Linked DNA regions of Mus musculus: region 1 is linked to region 2. Evidence: chromatin contacts called from public Hi-C data. All regions are on one chromosome and are shown on one strand. The core of a region is the stretch at or near the end of the contact, and the rest is flanking DNA. Distances in the headings are between cores, read along the strand shown.

The links. Hi-C and Micro-C count contacts between places; a contact is called where the count stands out from the background.
Region 1: a contact with region 2 is called in a Hi-C map of uterus. The contact joins the promoter of Wnt16 here to the enhancer-like site in region 2. A contact is called at or near these places in 2 of 39 promoter capture datasets (macrophages and second pharyngeal arch cranial neural crest), 1 of 15 datasets of contacts at CTCF or cohesin (the NIH/3T3 cell line), 9 of 484 Hi-C or Micro-C datasets (bone marrow-derived macrophages, embryonic fibroblasts, macrophages and 3 more), 1 of 115 datasets of contacts at active chromatin or transcription factors (the HPC-7 cell line) and 5 of 9 other capture datasets (adipose tissue, bone marrow-derived macrophages, liver and 2 more).

The regions. Positions count from the first base shown.
Region 1 is chr6:22,285,066-22,291,255 of GRCm38.p6, forward strand. It overlaps Wnt16 (wingless-type MMTV integration site family, member 16), which reads left to right and starts at 3,162. Exons shown (of 4, transcript NM_053116.4): 1 at 3,162-3,536; 2 at 3,716-3,963; 3 at 5,853-6,139. The coding sequence starts at 3,442.
Region 2 is chr6:22,229,963-22,235,979 of GRCm38.p6, forward strand. It overlaps Cped1 (cadherin-like and PC-esterase domain containing 1), which reads left to right. Exons shown (of 22, transcript NM_001081351.1): 18 at 3,483-3,703; 19 at 3,946-4,047; 20 at 4,669-4,756. Among named protein-coding and RNA genes, the nearest start is that of Wnt16, 55 kb to the right of the region's middle. Within about 2 kb of position 3,824, at least 4 of the 459 cell types and tissues checked have an H3K27ac peak or open chromatin away from gene starts, as enhancers often do. A contact at or near this core is called in uterus, where this site is marked.

The DNA.
Region 1 (6,190 bases), core at 1,912-4,411, 54 kb after region 2:
TGTAGTCAACGGGCTGGGCTGCCTAAAGTAAACTTGGCCACTGGCTTTGTGCTACTAGAAGAGATATCTCTAGCAAATTTCCTATCTCCCCAAATGTATTGCCTTATATACAAAATCTGTACACATTAACTATGGAGAGTAGCATTCTGTAATCATTGAAAGAGGAAGGAAGGAAGGAAGGAAGGAAGGAAGGAAGGAAGGAAGGAAGGAAGGAAGATAAGAAGGAAGGAAGGAAGATAAGAAGGAAGGAAGGAAGATAAGAAGGAAGGAAGGAAGATAAGAAGGAAGGAAGGAAGATAAGAAGGAAGGAAGGAAGGAAGGAAGGAAGGAAGGAAGGAAGGAAGGAAATGAGAGAGAGAGAGAGAGAGAGAGAGAGAGAGATGAGGCCTCTGAACTGACTCAGTGGTAAAAGGTGCTTGCTGTCAAACCTAATGACTTGAGTTTAATCCCCTCATGGTGGAAAGAGAGAACTGAACCCTGTTGATTATCATCCTCCAGCAGCCAAAGGTCTACCTGTGCAGGCATAAGTAGCGGACAGGAAAGAAAGAAAGAAAGAAAGAAAGAAAGAAAGAAAGAAAGAAAGAAAGAGAGAGAGAGAGAGAGAGAGAGAGAGAGAGAGAGAGAGAAAGGAAGGAAGAAAGAAAAGAAGAGAAGAGAAGAGAAGAGAAGAGAAGAGAAGAGAAGAGAAGAGAAGAGAAGAGAAGAGAAGAGAAAAGGGGCCGAAGAGATGGCTCAGTGGTTAAGAGCACTGACTGCTCTTCTGAAGGTTCTGAATTCAAATCCCAGCAGCCACATGGTGGCTCACAACCATCTGTCATGAGATCTGATGCCCTCTTCTGGTGTGTGTGAAGACAGCTACAGTGTACTTACATATAACAATAAATAAATCTTTTTTTAAAAAAAAAATGAAAAGAAGAAAGAGACAGAGTAAAAGGAAATCTGCGGGCATATAACAGGCTCTCACTTGTGAAAGTTCACAGAGCCTGGCACTCACCTGTCTGCTCACTGAATGTCAAGTGTACCCCTCCAGCTGGGTGAACTAATGGACACGTCTACTTTGTTATAAAAGCCCTAGACCACATGAAAGAGACACTATAGGACTGTCTTGGACCTGAAAATGTTGTGCTGGTGGGCTGATTCCCTAAATGGCATGTTCTGATGTCTCTCCCAAGGCTTTAGCAGAATGCCTGTGCAGCACTGGATCCCTAGAGGAAACATGAAGGCAGGATTCAGCAGGCTCGTCCATTTGGCCCACAACTCTGGATTATCCTCGCTGTGTGTTCACGGCACACTTTACTTCCCACACTGACTGTATCAGAATGTAATTGTGAGTTTACTTGTCTGTTTTGTCAAGTAAATTATGATCTCTACAGCTGTGTGGTTCAGTGCCAGTCTCACATTTTAACCCAAAGCAGTCTCAATATATATTTCTGAATTAAAAAAAAAAATCAAACACAGTTGGCCTTTAAAAATCAGCTTAAGCAATTGATGTTCTCCACACCCTCTACCCAAACCCAAGATTGCACCCTCTCCAGTTTCCCTTACAAGGAAGAAATGTCTCTATTTTCAGCCTTTAGGCCACTTAGGCATCTGTTCGGGATGTTCCTCATCATGTTAATCCACTCTGTGAGCTGCGCTTCAAAAGACTATCTGCTTCTCCGGGACCAATGGCCGTGGAACAGCTATGGGTGTACTCTGGTCCCTTCTTGGAGAGGCTTAGAGGATAAAGTGGGCTTGGATAAAGGCTCCGACTTTCAGAGAGGCCACTAGCTATTAGCCAAAATATTTCTGGATCAGTAACCATACCCTATCATCAACTTGACTTTCTAAAAATTACAGTGTGGTTTTAGGACCTGGTACGTAGTGTGCGCGCAGTGCTTGCTGGATAAAGGAGTGAATGGGACAGGATGGGTGTGTGAGTGAGCTTTGATTGACCTTAAGTGAGGCTGAGTATTAAAAGCAAGCAAAAGCTGTCCAAGCCTTTCAGCGCTGAGGCTAAGTGTGGTCACCCACCGAGATGATAGCACCTGGAGAGTTTACTAACATTCCAGATGTCCTCTTGGGAGCAGGTGAAAACCCTGTGCCTGTAAGTAGAGGAGGCGGGGCTCTCTGATACCACAACAAAGCATATTCCTGGCACCTTCAAAGGGTTCTTGAAGACAAAACTCTGACTGCTTCTCAGAACCCTTCCTGCTTCTAAAGTACATTTGGTGAAAGCCTAAGCTGCCAATTCCATTTACCTATAATCTCTGTTACTGATGATCAGAATTCATCTGGCCTTAGATTTGTCTGCCTGGCTGGGTTTTACACTGGTGGAAAGGGGTCTTATTTCCACAAACTTCCATAGGTCTGGGCATGCAGTTGGTGTGGGTGCAGGATTTCTGTTGTCGTTGTTTCCACTCGGTAGCCCTGTGGAAGGTATCCTTGGGTGGGGGGTGGGGTCAGTGTGGGTCAGAAGAGGGTAGGGACAGCGTTCATCTATTTGGAATGCTCTAGTCAGCTCTCACCCATTTGTCTGCCTGCCATTTTCCCCCTTAGAAAAGCCTGTGCTCCCAAAAGCTACAGAAATAAGACAAATGAGAAAAGCCATCACAGAACCTAAGTAAAATACGGGGAAATTTGATGGAAAGCTGGAAATAAATGTGTATACAATGACACGAAAAGAACCCTTCTCGCCTATCCTCTCCGCTTCCAAGGGTGGAAAGATCAGCTTTTTGTGGTATCAATTCTGACCTTATAAAGATAATTCACCAGTGAGAAATACAAGAAAGAAGAGCAGAGTGCTCCGCCCCCCTCCCTTCGGGCCCCCCCACACCTTTACCCTTTTTACTCAAAGGGTAAATCTAGATGTGGCTAGATTTTCTCTCAAGGATGCTAAGAAGTGCTCATCGTTTCTTTGCTCTCCGCTTGACTCAGTCTCGCAGTGACCTCCTCTAAGGACATTGTGAGAGGAGGAAAGGTCGTGACACTCCCAGGTCTAGTTAGACAGTCACGGAGGCTCAGCCCAGGAGCGCCCCCCGCAGAGCCCACTGTTAGCCAATGAGACACTGAAGTTTCCAGATGGTGAGGTACAGGGTTGCTGCTGAGCCAATCAGACTCCAGGCGCGGTCAGGGGGGGAGGAGATGCGAGGAGAAGCCTGGGGCGATGGAGACACAGAGACATCAGCAGAAGTTTCTCACCTTGGAAAGTGAGGGAAGCTCCCGCATCTCCAGCTCATCCTCACCTCTGCGCCAGAGGACCTTAGGCTACTTTCTCCGCCTTATCTTGCCTAGGGGACTGCTGATAGTCTCTGTCCTTGCTGCCCTGTTTAATGTTACCTTCCAGGGGAAAGAGAGCAAGGAACAACTGGGTGCTAAGAAACTGACCCCAGGCCCTGCGGGCCTCTGGAGAGAGGAGACAGAGGAGGAGTGGCTGGGGCTGGGGGTCTCCATGCGTGGGCCATGGACAGAGCGGCGCTCCTGGCCCTGCCCAGCTTGTGTGCGCTGTGGGCAGCCGTGCTGTCGCTGCTCCCCTGCGGAACCCAGGGCAACTGGATGTGAGTATGGGCTCTGTGGAGGCATATAGGGTGGCTGGTCAAAGGAATGACCCAACTAGTGGGCTTTCAACTTGAGGCTGGGAGAGAAGGGGTGGAGACCCTAGGAACGCTGACCTAATGCTTTTGGGGTGGGGGAGGGAAAGGGGAGAGGCTTACCTCAGGGGTGCCGCGTCTTACAGGTGGTTGGGCATCGCCTCTTTCGGGGTACCGGAGAAGCTGGGCTGCGCCGACTTGCCGCTGAACAGCCGCCAGAAGGAGCTGTGCAAGAGGAAACCGTACCTGCTGCCTAGCATCCGCGAGGGCGCCAGGCTGGGCATTCAGGAGTGCAGAAGCCAGTTCCGACACGAGAGGTGGAACTGTATGGTCGCCACTACCACTTCCACCCAGCTCGCCACAGCCCCCCTCTTTGGCTATGAGCTGAGTAGCGGTGAGTCACCAGGACCCTCGGGGATGGTAGGACATACAAGGCGACAGCTTTTCTGCGCGTTCCTTCGATAGAGTGTATAGCGCCTGCACAATTCGGTGCTGGCAAGGTCTTCAATATGGAACATTTGGTGCGAGGTGGGGGTGGGGGAAAACTGGGGCAACAAGGGCCAGCCCCCAGTGTGCAGGTGCGGCCCTGGGGAGGGACGTCCGAGATCTACAGAAGGACTCTTAGAAGGGCTGAAATTCTCCTTGCTTCCCCTGGCCCCTGCCAAAGTTTCAGAAAAACTGAGTTCCTATCCCGTCGACCCCAAGGACCCCATGGCGCCCCGCTCCGTGGGTGACCAGCTGGACAAACATGAGGTCTACAGCCGAGAATGATGCAGCCGCATCTGCTTTGATTTAAGCAGCTCTGTGGCGCCCAGAGCTGCGGACAAGTGGCAATTGAAGCACAGCCGCACGTTTTACTGACTCCTGGGAACACCAGGTTTAGTGCACGATGGTGATTTTTTTTTTAAGGGACTGTCACCTGAGCGCGACTTCTGTGTCCCCCACTTTTCTGTTTCTTCCATCTCTCCTTGACCGGGCGGGAGCTCTCTCTGCGGTACGGGGAAAGTGCGGTGGAAAAAGAAAAAGTTCTTCCTACAGACGTGGTGACTTAGCGGGGCTAGTGGTGCTAGGATGCTTCCTGAGATATTAGCAAAGTAGGAGTTTTAGGCCTGAGGCACTGAAAGATGCGCTGTCGTTTTTTTAAAGTTCATTTCCGTTCGTACTGCACTTTGACCCTTCTCCAGTCAGTTTCTGCACGCGCCTCCACAGAGCTGTGCGTCCCAGCTCTGAGTTTTGTCTGGCAAGTGATGCTGAAGGATCCCTGGCCTGGGGGTGGGGGTGGGGTAAGGGCTAAGAACCAGGAGGAGAAAGAAAAAGTAAGAAAGAGAGAGAATGTGTCCTAAACAGTTGCTGAGATGCAGAAGCATTCGTTACCGAAAAGGTTTATTGGACAACCGGCGTGAAGCAGTTTCTATTCCAATCTAAACATCTGGAAAGAAAAAAGTTGCCTGCTGAGTCCTTCCGAGTCTGTTTTATGAATGTCTTAATGGAAATTTGATTTCAAAGATTTTAACTCCAACTTTACTGATGGAGTACAAAGTGCAACTGTTTCAAAATAGTATACTTTTCCACAACAATGCATTTTTACAAGTTTTCAATGATCTTGTTCTCATTAGTTATATGACCATAAAGCCAGCTGCACTGCACTGTGTAAAATGTTTACAACTCAATACCAGTGATTGTTATTCATCATATTCTCCCCCTTTAAAACCTTATCTTTGATGTGAAAGAAAACGAATATGTATCTACCAGTTGTCTTGATTTTTGCTAATTTTAGTTTGCATAGTATCTATTTAAAGAAAGGTCACACCAAAATTTTCTGATTGTATTTTGTGAAAGCAGCATACTCAAAAAAAAAAAAAAAAGATACGGAATCTGTTTCCTTTTTAATTGCCCATTTACATTGTCCATATAAAGGATTTACATTCAACATGTACTAATAAGCTACTTCTGGCTATGAACCACTAAGGCAGGTACTCGTGAAGGTTACACATTTTTTAAAAACATGAATTGTAATATATGAGGAGAGTGGGTGACAATATGACATGTGTCATCCCTATGTGGAATACAGAACAATAATGCTGCTTTTTAAAAAGAAAAAAAGAAAAAAGAAAAAAGTCTAGGATAGTAGATTTCCTTTCCAAATATTCACACATTATAGCATTCTCTGTAAACGCTTGAAAAAATCGATTGCCTCCTAAGACAACAAGTGAGAGGTTTAGGTTAGGGCTGAATATCGACAGAAAGTGCCGGCTCTGTCATTTATCAATGTTTTCTTCCTAGGCACCAAGGAGACAGCATTCATTTATGCCATCATGGCAGCGGGCCTGGTGCACTCTGTCACCAGGTCATGCAGTGCAGGCAACATGACCGAATGTTCCTGTGACACCACCTTGCAGAATGGTGGCTCACCAAGTGAAGGCTGGCACTGGGGAGGATGCTCGGATGATGTCCAGTACGGCATGTGGTTCAGCAGAAAGTTTCTAGATCTTCCCATCAGAAACACCACAGGAAAAGAAAGCAGAGTCCTGCTAGCCATGAATCTACACAACAACGAAGCGGGGCGGCAGGTATGTATTGGGAAATTGAATAAAACGTTAGTGTCACTGGGTAAATAATAC
Region 2 (6,017 bases), core at 2,574-5,073:
TGGGTCTGGAAAGATGGCTCAGCAGTTATGAACTCTAGTGGCTGCTCTTCTAGAGGACCTGGGCTCATTTCCCAGCACCCATAAGGTAGCTCACAACTGTTTGTATTTCCATTTCCGGGGAATCTGTTACCCTCCCATAGACATACATGCAGGCAAAAACCAACACACATAAATTAAAAACAAATCATTAAAAAAAATTAAAGAGTATAACAAGAGAATAAAGACCAAAAAAGTCTACTTTCCTGGCACTTAGCAATGCATGAAGTGATTTGTTTTCCAGATCCCCATAAGGTCATTGGTTCTTAAATTTTCTTTAATTTGAGGTTAGGGGTTAGTTATTTTAGCATTTTATTACCAAAGTTGATTATTGTTATAAATTGTTACTCTTTTCTCTTTGATTACCTATGCCAATCAATACCTTTGAACATCAGTGTAAGGCAGTGTAAGGCATCTCATGGGGGACTATTTGTCAAATCAATAGGCAGATACAGATATTTGTTATAATAATATGTCTTTTAAAATGAAATTTATCCTTCAAGAAAAGGAATAATACTTATTTCCTTTGTTGATTTAACAAAACTGAATTATCTAAAATACATAAAGATTAAATATGAATCACATGACTGAAAGGCCAACCTGTAATTCATAATATTGTTTAATTGTGCTCTGTGTACTGAATGAGCAGAAGGATTGAAGTTAGATGTATTTCCTTACTAAGAACACCAATTTACCTCTGTCAAAGTTTTTTCATTGACAGAACGACCTTCACATCATGGCTGAATGTTTTAGTTAGATTTTTATTATTTCTAACCTTTCCTAAATGGAAAGATTTGGATAAAGTAGCCCTCCAGCTGATTCTTCCCTGACCTGTGTCTTGACAACCGTCTAGAGCCACCTACATTAAAGAGTAATGTGTAGCAGAACTGGTTTGCTAATCAGGGAGCATACAGTGTCTACCAATCTGCATGGAGTTCTTACTGGTTCCCAATCCACTACAGAGACTCCAGTGTCCCAGTGAGAGTACTCAGAGTAGGGGATCATGAATTAAAGGCCAGTCTTGGCTTCATAGAGACCCTATCTTAACAGAATAATAACAAAAGGTTCTATCTCAATGATTCTTAACTTAGTGTTCTGAGTTGGATTGTATCATTGCCATCAAATTCATATGCTGAACTTCAAAGGCCTTCTAATAACCCAGAACATTCTGAAAGTCATATATAAAACCATTAAAGAGGCAAATAGAATAAAACAAGATACCAAACCCAGTATGGCCAGAGTCTACATAAGTGATTAGGACACAAATGTACAGAGGAAGACCACAGAAAGACAGCGAAGACCACCATCTACCAGCTGAAGAGTCCTCCAGAAGGAAATAATCCTGTCAGCCCTTGGATGCGTATTTCTAGCTTCCAGAAATGTTGATGAAACATTTCTGTTGTTGAAGCTGAATTCTGTCTGTGGTAAAGAGCCCCAAGAAACTACTACAGAAGGAAGTGAGTCATCCCTACTTCCTGAAGAGGTTTCCTGGTGGCTCAAAATCCTCTGAAAAGTAAGAAGTCTCTTGAACCTGGTGCCACAAACCTGCAATTCCAGCCCTTTGGTGAGACTTAATAAATAGGTTCACAAACTCAAGACATGCCTGAGCCTCACAGCAAGTTCAAGGCCAACCTGGGCCACTCGGACCCTGTCTCACAATGGAAGGTAAAGAACTAGTGACAGTTCAGTGACTGGATGCTTACCGAGCAGGAATGAGGGTCAGGGTCCAATCTCCACCACTAAAAATAAATCTCCTTATTGTAACTAAAAATCTAGACCATCAAAACAAATCTTGCAAAGCCTAGCAAGAATCCATTTGATTTCTTTCACTATTTTAGTGTGCTATACTATTATCACCCAATGAAATTTGACTGAGATTATTATCGAGGGCTCTGCTGTGTTCTTCTGTTTAGCAACCACGTTTATGACAACAGTATTGCATCTGGAGCCACTTTCTAGGTTTCCGTGGAAAATATAAGCCTTTGCAGGTTCTTAGTAAATCCACTGTGGGTGTGAATATGGGAACTGGTGGCAGTGTGTGTTGTCTCAAGTGTGACACAGGAAATATGTGCATCACTAAGAGACAAACAAAATCTCAAAGAGGAGAAATAAACCAACTGAAGAATGAGTTAAAAAAGCATTCAAAGGGAATTGTCTATGGGAAAAGTCATATTACATTCAATTCACTAAGTACTTTTCTTGTGTACACGTGGCATTGTGAGGGAAAGCAGACTTCAAAGTTTACCTTTCAAATACTTGATAGGATACAGTGGAAAAGACACACGTGCAAGTAGCCATAACGTCATGTAGCCTTTGCTAAAAAATCTATAACGAAGCTAAAATTTAATGGACTTGCAGAACACAGAGTGAGTCGCTCTAGCTGAGACACTAGGGGAGGGAGACCTTTGTTAGGAGCACCATTTACGTTGGTTCTGATGCTTGACGGGTGGGATTGTCCAGGGAGGAACTCCTGAGGCAGATGGATTAGCACAAGGGAAAAACAGATGTTGTCAAATACAAATCATGTTCCCTGAGAAAGCCTAGGTCTGCCCCACTAATACAAGGAGATGCAACAAGAAGGTGGGCCACTGACCTGCACTTGAAGTCACAGAGTCAGGGTTTGAGTCTTGTGTTCACTATTCATGAGATTTATGGCCCCAGTCTTCCCGAGTCTCAAATTCCCCATCTGTGGCAATCTCCACAGAACAGAGACTATTAAGCAATAAAGTCTCAGTCACTGTTAGCTGAATTCAAAAAGTTCAGAATTGACTCTGTAGGCAATGGTGATCGAATACTATTTTGAATGTGCAAATGAGAGAATGCTAAATGAATTGGAGTGGAAAAAAAAGTGAGCGGTGTGTTTACAACAGTACAGCTTTGAGGTCGGATGAGCCTGAGGCTGGGCTGTTCTGGCAGTATGGCAGACATCACTGAAAAAACAAATGACACTAGGACCTGCAAAAGAGGTGGGAAGCACTGCTCGAAAAGACCCCAGCCTTGTGTAACTTTCTGTCTGTTTTTGAGTAATGGCATGCTTTCTATGGAGCTACTTCAGTGAGTTCTGAGTTTGCACATCTACAAAATATAGATTGAAAATCCTAAGTACCCTGAGAGTTCTGCAATATAACATGCATCTTTATATCAATGAACCTTGTTACCCAATTAGAAGAATGTAAAGTGATGGATATTAAGGGAGATAGAAAAATTAGAAATAACATGAAAGGAAAGTTTCACACATTAATTAGTTGATCAGGAGATAGCATTATTACTAAAAACGCAGGAGAAATAAATTAAAGGTTTGGTGGATGTTATGATGTAAGAGATTAAGGATGTTGCTATTAAAGGCTATACTTCAATTAGATGTGTAATTATGTGAGCACTTAATAAAATATTTTTATTATGTACCATGTAAACACCTGATGACAACAGGTATGTTTTCTTTACAGATTCTTTTCATAGGAGATTCCACCAACAGAGGGATGATGTACTATCTAATCGAGAGACTGAATGAAACACTTCAGGAGTGGCAGAAACTGCATGGCACTAAACTCTACCCCAGTGTCAATGGTGGGAAGAGTCCGATCAGTTACTCCTACTATCCCCAGTTCTGGATAAGGCCTTCATTGAGACCAGCATTTGAGAAAGCACTTGAACATCTCTTGCAAAGGTACAATGGAACTACTGTGAATGGCAAAATGCCACCATTGTGCGGTCATAATTGCACACGGTGTATCGAATGTGCTGAAAGGCTTAGATACCCACTAATGTGGCCGAAAACGAACTGCAAATGACAAGGAAGTCTTGTGATCAGGAAGCCAGACATGGTTCATTGAAATGTGAGGCAATCCAGTTAAAATGTTTACCATCTGTTCTAAAGCAACATGTGTTGTTTTTCTTTCTGGATTTTAGATCACAGCCCCTAGAGAATACTGACCAGACGGTATTGGTTGTTGGTGGTGTCCAGTGGCTTAATTCCAATCACCTGCAAATTATTCACAAGGTTTTAAAGAGGTAACTTGCTGTAGCCACTGTCATTGATCAATGCCTTCATCTTTTCTTCGAAAGGACCATTCCAGGACTTATTAAAGGGGCAGGTTTAGGATTTAAAATTAAAATTTTAAAGGCAAATTTTACACTTTGAAATAGCTCTACATCTAATCAAGGATATTGAACATTCTAATTTAAACATTCTCCAAGATCAAAATGTATTTTTGAGTCAGGTGTAGTAGCACATACCTGTAATTCAAACATTTGTGAGGTTAACATAGGAAGATAGAGAGTTCAAATCAGACAGGGACTACCGAGAAAGAGCTTGACTCAGAACATACATGCATATTGAAAGTTTTCAAAACCTTCTCTAAAACATCCCCATTGCTATATAAGGGATTCTTTGGATGAGACACAGTAATTGATATATTTAAGACAGATTATTGTCATTATTAAATAATATCCATTGGCACACAAGATTCTGTCTACAGAAAATCATACTATATGACAATAAAATAGGAGTTTAGTCCTGTATACAGATGACCACATTCTAAAACGGTTCTGTTATATATGTTGATGTCATTAACATGCAGGTAGAAATGCATCAGACGTTTGTGACTTTAAAATTCTGATCATTTTATGCAGGGAAAATTTGCTGAATATTCTAGTGATCATCAAAACATTGGGGATTGGATTTCACCTGCCGGTGGACGGGGTGCACTTCCTAACCCAGGTAAGGCCACTTCCTCTTAGGCTGCATGAATTTAGGATCCCTGATAGCAAAGGACCCAACAGGCATTCTACAATTCCCATCAGCCTTCATGAAAAGAAGACCCAATATGATTCCAAATACATCCTAACAGTTCCTGCAGACCAGAAGACTGTAGCCCATAAATGTGCTATAAATAACGTGCTGCATTCAGGGGAGAAAACAAAAACAAAAAACCTCAAGCTGTGCTAAAAAGCACTGAACGCATAGATGAAAAGCTTTAGCGGTTATATTAAGAGGCTTTCCCTTTTTCAGATTCATGCTGAAACCACATATGAAATTGTCAATATCAGTGAGTGGCTTGGGGAACAGTATATTAAATGTGTGTGTGTGTGTGTGTGTGTGTGTGTGAGAGAGAGAGAGAGAGAGAGAGAGAGAGAGAGAGAGAGAGAGAGAGAGGCCATTGTTTTTCCCTCAGTTGGCTAGCCATAAATGAAAGGCATTAGGTGCCTCTAGCCAGTTCCCAAACATAGTAAATTTGTCTCAGCACTAAGTAGAAAAATTAGCACAGAAAAGAAAGATATCTTCAGGTCAGAGAAGCAGCTGTTCTTACTCAAGCACAGAGAGCAGCCCAAGTGTATACGCAAGCACAGGTCATGGTTCAAGAGCACACTGTCCGTTTAAGATGTAAGCGGGCTAAGATTGCTTTCTGTGTCTGTGATCTGCCCATCTAGCTTTGTCAAGGACAAACCATGGGATCCTCCTCTCTTTCCTCGAAACTTTGCTTTCCCGAATGCCAGGCAGCCTATATTACAGGAGAACTGTAGTCAACGTTAACACTCCAAATCCAGCATAGTGAGGACATCTTGGGTTTGGGTAACTTAAAGGAAGTTGAGACATTAACTTCTAGGCAATAGAAAGATTTAGGACAACTGCAGATCAAGAGAGGGGACTTGGATAGTTTTCTGCTGTAAGTTAGGAGTTGGAGTCCTTTTAGGGTTACTCAAAGGCTGCAATTCTTTCCAGAGACTCAAATAACTCAAATAACATTGCATACTCCCAGACATTCCTGTCATTGCACTGTTCCTTAGAGCCGCTAGTACTTGAGACCTTCATTTACATTCAGGGTGTTAGCTCCCATCCATTCATCGAAGCAGGTATGTCTTCTGCACTTGCTCTATTGTGGACCCTGTGTTAAAATTCTACCTGCTTCCCCCCCCCCCCCGAGCTCATCAGCCTTTACAAACAGTAAAGGCAAAAGGTGGGAAGAAGACAGGTAGAAAAC